Regions from separate parts of the Zea mays genome. Here region 2 is linked to region 1. A link is a contact called in public Hi-C data. All regions are on one chromosome and are shown on one strand. The core of a region is the stretch at or near the end of the contact, and the rest is flanking DNA. Distances in the headings are between cores, read along the strand shown.

What was found. Hi-C and Micro-C count contacts between places; a contact is called where the count stands out from the background.
Region 2: a contact with region 1 is called in a Hi-C map of tassel, with 2.2 times the contacts expected there. The contact joins the promoter of LOC103652905 here to the enhancer-like site in region 1. A contact is called at or near these places in 2 of 25 Hi-C or Micro-C datasets (ear and tassel).

The regions. Positions count from the first base shown.
Region 1 is chr4:18,592,973-18,596,355 of Zm-B73-REFERENCE-NAM-5.0, reverse strand. No RefSeq gene overlaps it. Among protein-coding and RNA genes, the nearest start is that of LOC103652903, 7.3 kb to the right of the region's middle. Within about 2 kb of position 1,800, at least 15 of the 20 cell types and tissues checked have an H3K27ac peak or open chromatin away from gene starts, as enhancers often do. A contact at or near this core is called in ear and tassel, where this site is marked.
Region 2 is chr4:18,773,755-18,777,146 of Zm-B73-REFERENCE-NAM-5.0, reverse strand. It overlaps LOC103652905 (protein transport protein SEC23), which reads right to left and starts at 1,283. Exons shown (of 12, transcript XM_008679894.4): 1 at 314-1,283; 2 at 67-240. The coding sequence starts at 1,123.

The DNA.
Region 1 (3,383 bases), core at 551-3,050:
TAAGGGGGGCGCCGAATTGCTCATAAGTGTTGTTGTGATAATACTATAAATATTATATGATTTTAAAAAAATCAAAATAATAAAAACATGTTAATTAATTGAGTTATAGTGTATAGAAGAAATGATGGGAGACAAAAAGTATGATAAGGAAGAATCTTGTAGAGAAAGGTAATAATATATTAGGAAGTACATATAAGAAGAAGATATGTATATGATTGTAGAGAGCCTTAGTGGTGCATGTGTACCCCTAAAATTAAATACAAAATTAGTTATCACGTGGTATAAATTTCCTCCTTACATGCATCCTTATTCCATGATATCTATGTATCTAAACTCTCTATGAAGCAGTCATACCCCTTTAAATTTACTCTATCTTTGTTACTGACTTATAATGATGAAGCCCGTGGCTAGATCTCGAACGTCCCTCTACCTCCATGCAGATACAGATGTCGCTCCTGGTCTCTACCTTGGTGTTGATGAACAACTATCACAATAAGAGCTACAACTATTTTTGGCGGCCACTGTTATTTTCGGTGGCAAGAGGATAGCCACCTAAAATAGCCTACTATTTTCGGTGGCTGCACTCTCGCTGTCGAAAATAGCCGTTATTTTCAGGGTCTGTCCTTTGGTGCCAAAAATAGACGTTATTTTTAGCGGTTGTCCTTTGGCCGCTGAAAATAGTCGTTATTTTCCAAAATAAATCTTGTTGCCTTCTCTTTCCTCTTGTCTTCGAATAGGTTCTAAACCCACAGCAAGAATAGGCAAGAATAGGTTCTAAACCCACAGCAAGCTAGCAGGACTAAAAAAAATTCGGCAGCATGACCTCGCTGCCACTAAACAATATAAGAATGAACCACATATAACACATATACCACATATGTCTTTACTAAACCAAATATACCACATATACAATATGCCTCGAACTAAACAATAATACTAATCACACGCACTAATCAACAAACAGATATACCACTAATACATTCCACATATACCACTTATGTCTTCCCTAAACATATAACACATATACAAACGCACTAATCAATAATATTAATCAAACGCACAAATCAAAAAACACAATTACAAAAATATACTAATTTCGGCGGCAATTAAATAAAAGGCCGCCGAAAATACAAAATAAAATACGCAAAATAAAATACCTTAATGAAGCCGAGGTTGACGGGAGTCGAGGTCGACGGGACGGGGCAGAGCGCGGCGTGGTCGACGGCGCGTCGGTGGCGTCGGGCTTGGCGGCGGCACGTCGGGGGCACGGGCGGGCGGCGCTGCGGGGGCTTGGGGCGGCGCGGCGGGCCGGGGGCGCCGCTGCGGTGGGGCGGCGCGACGGGCGCGGCGCTGCATGCGGCGGCGAGACGGGCCGGGCGGCGCGACGAGCGGGGCAGCGCATGGGGCGGCGCGACGGGCCGGGGGCGGCGCGAGTGGCGGCGCGGTGGGGCGAGCGACGGCGGCGCACGAGCGACCAGGACGAGCGGCGGCGAGAAAATTCGGCGGAGAGAAGAAACAGAACAGAGAAAGAAGGAACCGGCTATTTTTAAATACCTAATTTTCGGCGGCCAGGACGTAGACTATTTTCGGCGGCTGTGTCAGAAGCCGCCGAAAATAACCTTATTTTCGGCGGCCTAGTCCTGCCGCCGAAATTCTTCTCTTATTTTCGGCGGCCTCCTTCTAGCCGCCGAAAATAACAATGGCCGCCGAAAATAATATACAGTGTTGTTGTGTTCTCTCTCTGTTTGTTGTGCACGCGCCGCCAACCGGCCCCGCCATCTTACAGTGGCCGCGGGCAGCAGTGGAGGACTACCCATCTTATCCACTGGTTGGCTAGCTCTCTTCCCACTTCACCATGCAGGCCTCCTCTCCGACGGCACACTCTCCTGAGACGACGCGAGGGGGAAGTGGGCAGTCGGCGGCTTCTCGGTCACTCATCGTCAGCGGATGTGGGAGCGACGGCGCCGAATCCAGTGGACGAGGACGAGTGGTGATGAGAGGCAGGAAAGAGAAGGTGGGAAAGGAGGCTGGAGGGACTGGTATGCTGAACCAGTGTTTCACTAGGCGCGCACTAGCTGAGTGCGCCAGCTCGCTGCGACATTTTTAGCTTGCCGACATCGCGCATGGACGTTCGGTCCACTACACAAACTCGATCGTCATGTGATGGACGATGGACCCTTTCTCCGTTGTCAGAAACATAGTCGCGTCAAGAATCAGCCGCAAAAATGGAGTTTGGCTCCCGTGCACTGTACATAGGGGTGGTGTAATGGCTACACTAATGGCTACACTACAAAACTTAAGAACCAGATCATACATATTGTAATCGGGATATATTTTTATATTATAATTAAGATATATTTATATTTAATTTTGAACTAAAATTAATTTAAGGGCTCAAACAAATTCTGAAGAAACATTTAGATCGTGATCCATTACCGCCGTTGTGTGAGTTTATCCGTGCGTCTCATCAGTGGTGTATCTATGATTTTGTTTAAGGGTATACCGTTCAAAAAAAATTCCATGCATAATTCGATAAATTTATTTAATAATTATATAATGTTATTTTGCTGGCTGTTTTATTAGACTTTTTCAAAGGAATATAAATGCATTGGATAAACCATTTTTATCAACTTCAAAGAAAATATTCATGTCGATAAAAATGATTAGACAATCATAAAAAAACACAGGCTCCTATCTTATTTCTTAATTTGGGTTTTACTAAAACCACCGTACAAAAATACCCATTAAAAGTAGTAGCAGCAGGAGATGCCTTTTCTGAAAAAATAGATGTAATATCCGTATGGCATATAGGACAGAGTGGATGGTGTTAGGTTCACCTATCAATGCTTCAAGTTATAAGACGGTATATTTTATCTTTCGGCTTCTTTGTTCTCTCCTTATGACCCCACTCAAGTATTAGAAAAAAAAGCTATAAGAAATATTTTCTCTCGTTCTCTCCATCTAAATCCAATTGCATAGATTGGATTAGAAAAATTAGAAAGAAAATATCATGGTGTATGTATACATATTACTGTATTGAACATCTACCTTTGTCGTGTGGACGGTGAGTCGTATCTGCACGTAATGTGAGCCTCACGAATATTTGTATCCTACTGGCTCCACCACTGTGTCTCACCTTCCCACGCTCACGCGCGCCAGCCAGCAAACAAAAAATAAAAAATAGGGCGACAACAAGGGATCAAACCCTCCTTGCCCTTGGAAAGGAGACAAACAACTTCTACCACTATATATATACCATTGACTGTGTGTGCTACAGATACGAGAGATATTATATATGATATATAAAAATCGTAGCAATGTACGTGTAATACGTAAAGCAACAGTCGCGTTATGATATTCGGTTGTTGTGGGACCATGATATG
Region 2 (3,392 bases), core at 34-2,533, 180 kb before region 1:
ACAAAATTGTAACGCAATTATGTTAATGTAGATCAATATAAGGAGTAAAATAGGAGTGATCTTTACCATTCCAGGTCCCTCAGTACACGGACCACCTAGCAATGCGATGATCCTTGCACCTGTTCCAGGCATGCAAGCACCAAGTAACCCAGCAGCTACACTGAGCGCAACACCAGTGCAACGGATCGCACGGTTCCCAGCCTCGACTGGCCATTGGTCAGGCTGCAACTCGTCCAGCAACTGCATGGGACAAGGAACTACATCAGCTTCCAGTAAACCCAAGTCCAACGAGATCAAAACCAAAATCCCTTACCGTGCTGAGAGCAATCTCACAATCTGACACCGGGAGCAGGAACCTGTTGACCCCGGCCGTGGACGGCGGATGCATCCCATTCACCTGTGGCCCGCCCGGTTGCTGTGGCATCTTGGGGAAGCCCGGCCGCCCAGCACCCGCCAGGCCAAGCTGATCCAAAATCTGGTCCTTAGAGATCTCCTTGGTCCCCCGGAAGACGTAGATCTTGCTGAGATCGGAGAATCCGAGCTCGTGCAGGTGCACCTGCGTGCCGAAGGTGACGAGGCCCACGAGTGCGTGCTCCGGCAGGAGCGCGACGGCCTTCCGCATGGCCATCTTAACGTACTCCAGCTCCTCCTCGATGACGCAGGTGTCGATGACGAAGAGAAATACGGGCGGCGGGGGCGGCGGCGCGCCGCCTACCCCAGGGATGCCGGCTCCGCCGACGATGTAGTCGACGGTGGAGCACTGCGGGAAGAGCTCGGCGGGGACGTTGGACTCAGATATGGCAGCATAGTGCGGGGGAAAGTGGTTCCGGGAGAAGCAGAGCGGGCAGATCCAGATCTTGGCAGCGAAGTCTACGCGCGCGAAGGGGTTGAGGAGCGCGGAACAGGGAGGCTTGCAGCGGAGCGGAGGGTAAGGGAGCGGCGGCGGGGATGCCGCGGAGGGATCCGGGACGCGAGTGGGCGAGATGGTGGCGGCGAGCGGCACGACGCAGCGGCTGGCCTCGACCTTTGACCGTGGCCAGGTATTCCAGGTGAGCCGCACGGAGTCAGGGCCGTCCGGGTCGGCGGCCGCGGCCGGAGCCGCGGAAGGGTCGGCGGCCGACATCGGGTGCGGCGAGCGGCGGGGAGGGCGGATCGGGGCAGGAGGGAGGAGGACAGGAGGTGGTGATGCCCGCCGGACGCTGCGCGTGCGTGCGCGCTGGTGTGTTGCTTTGGCTTCGTCGTTCTCGTTCGCGTGTTGCCTCTTCGCTGTCCGGCTATATGTTTTTTCAATGGAAATTCTATTTAATACCTTATTTAACTGCGTAAATAAATATCATAATCCTTGTAGGGTACGATTTATTACCCTTTAATATTATGTCCTTACCCTTTTAATTATTATTATAATCTCTATCCCTACTACTCTATATGACGCTACTCTACAATAGCCTCACCATGCCCCGTCTCCGCATATCTCGCATCTGTCCCGCTCGATGGAAGGCGCGAGTCCTCCCCGGCCGTAAGCCCGTAATCCTCGTCGGCAACCCCGCGTGTTGTCAATCCCCCCGCGATCTTCTCTACCTTGGACTTCCCGATACTCTTTCGAACATAAGCTTCCTTTTATGATGCTCACGGCTTAAGTATTGCGATGCACTTCTTGCATCATTTCCGGCGTCATCTCTTCTACTTGGGCAGACTTGTTCATACATATATTAACAATCTCTCAAAGACTAGTATGCACACCGATTAAATGTGACTTCACCTTGTCAGCCCACTCGACATAGTTCAACTCACTGAGAGTTGAAAGCTTTCCGAAGGGCGCCGAAGAGAAGTTGGGAACAAAATTACGAGAATAATCGAAGTGAACTCGGTTGAACTCGTTACCTTTACTCTTGGTGGAAGATTCCTCGGTGTTGAGACTTACCTCACTCATCACCTTTGACACCAAAAGTTCAACCAAGTCGTCGTTGTATTCTATTTTTTCCATTTCATTTATCTTCGTCGGCCTTTTTTCTTGATTCTTCTTCTTCGTCTTTTTTCTTTATTCTTCTTCTTCGGTCTTTTTCTTTGTGTCCTCCTCTTTCATCTTGAGGAACATCATCTCGACAATCTTCTTGGCGAGGTCGAGGACCTTGGAGTCCATTTCCTCGTTGGTGGATATGGTTGGGATTTCCTCGAGAAGATGATCCACATGGTCCATTTGAGTCGACATGATCGTTTCCTCACGTGGTTAAGCGTAAAACGATACACGAAGCTCTTATACCATTTGAAAGTAGCCTAGAGGGGGGTGAATAGGCTAAACCTAAAAATTATCACCACAAACTTCGAGATAATATTAAATCTACAGTTCAACCGGTGCAGGCCAGTTCAATTGCTATAAAGGCAAGTTGAACTACTCTGAACCAGTCCAATTGCTAGAATAAATCTAGACTATGAACTACGCGGAAAATAGAAGATGGATCTCTTATAGTGGAAAACGCGAGAGATAAGCTAAGTGTGGATGGTGAAAATACAGGAGTTAATTCACCACAAGATCCACACGGTGAATAAACCTATATGTCTATCTTGCCAAATAAAATCACAATCACAGATCGAGCAAGAACACAAGACACAAGATTTATCCTGAGGTTCGGCCACACCACAAAGGTGTCCTACTCCCCGTTGAGGAGCCCACAAAGTACCGGGTCTTTTTCAACCCTAATCCTCCACAATCTGACCACCAAGGTCAATGGATTATTTTCTCAAACTTGCTCATAAAAGCGGGGAAAACAAACTTCTTGGGGTCGTCCACAAATTTGGAGACTCCCAAGCAACCTCAATCCGTCTTGACCCTAGTGTTTCAAGAACAACAATATCGCACAAGAGATGTTTGCAACAAGTTCAAAAGATCAGAGTGAGAGAGGAGAGAAAAACCAAATCCAAGAGCACAAGCACAGACCTCACACCAAAGGGGGTTCCTTCAATCGATTTGAATCGAGGGCTAGTTTGGGTGTGAGAGGAAGAAGTGTGTCTTTGTCTCTAGTTAGGTGTGCAATGAATATGTGGGTGACCATCAGTTATGAGGGGAGAGATGTGGGGGGCTATATATAGACTATCCTCAAAAAGATACGTTGGGCTAGATTTTTCGGGGGGAGACCAGTTGAACCGCCCCTATCTAACTGTCAGTCTATCTGCCAGTCTGACTGGCAGACTGCTGGAGAGTCTGGTCAAACAGGTCTGACACTGGTTGAACCGGCCCTAGGAGCGGTTCAGCCGCCCTGGTGGCAGCTGACAGCCAGTCTACCATTGTGACTGGCATACTGTTGGTCAGTCTAGGAAGATGTCCTAAAGACCAGTTGAACTGCTCCTGGGGACTAGTTCAACTAGTTTTGACCAGAAATTTTAGGAGAGAAAAC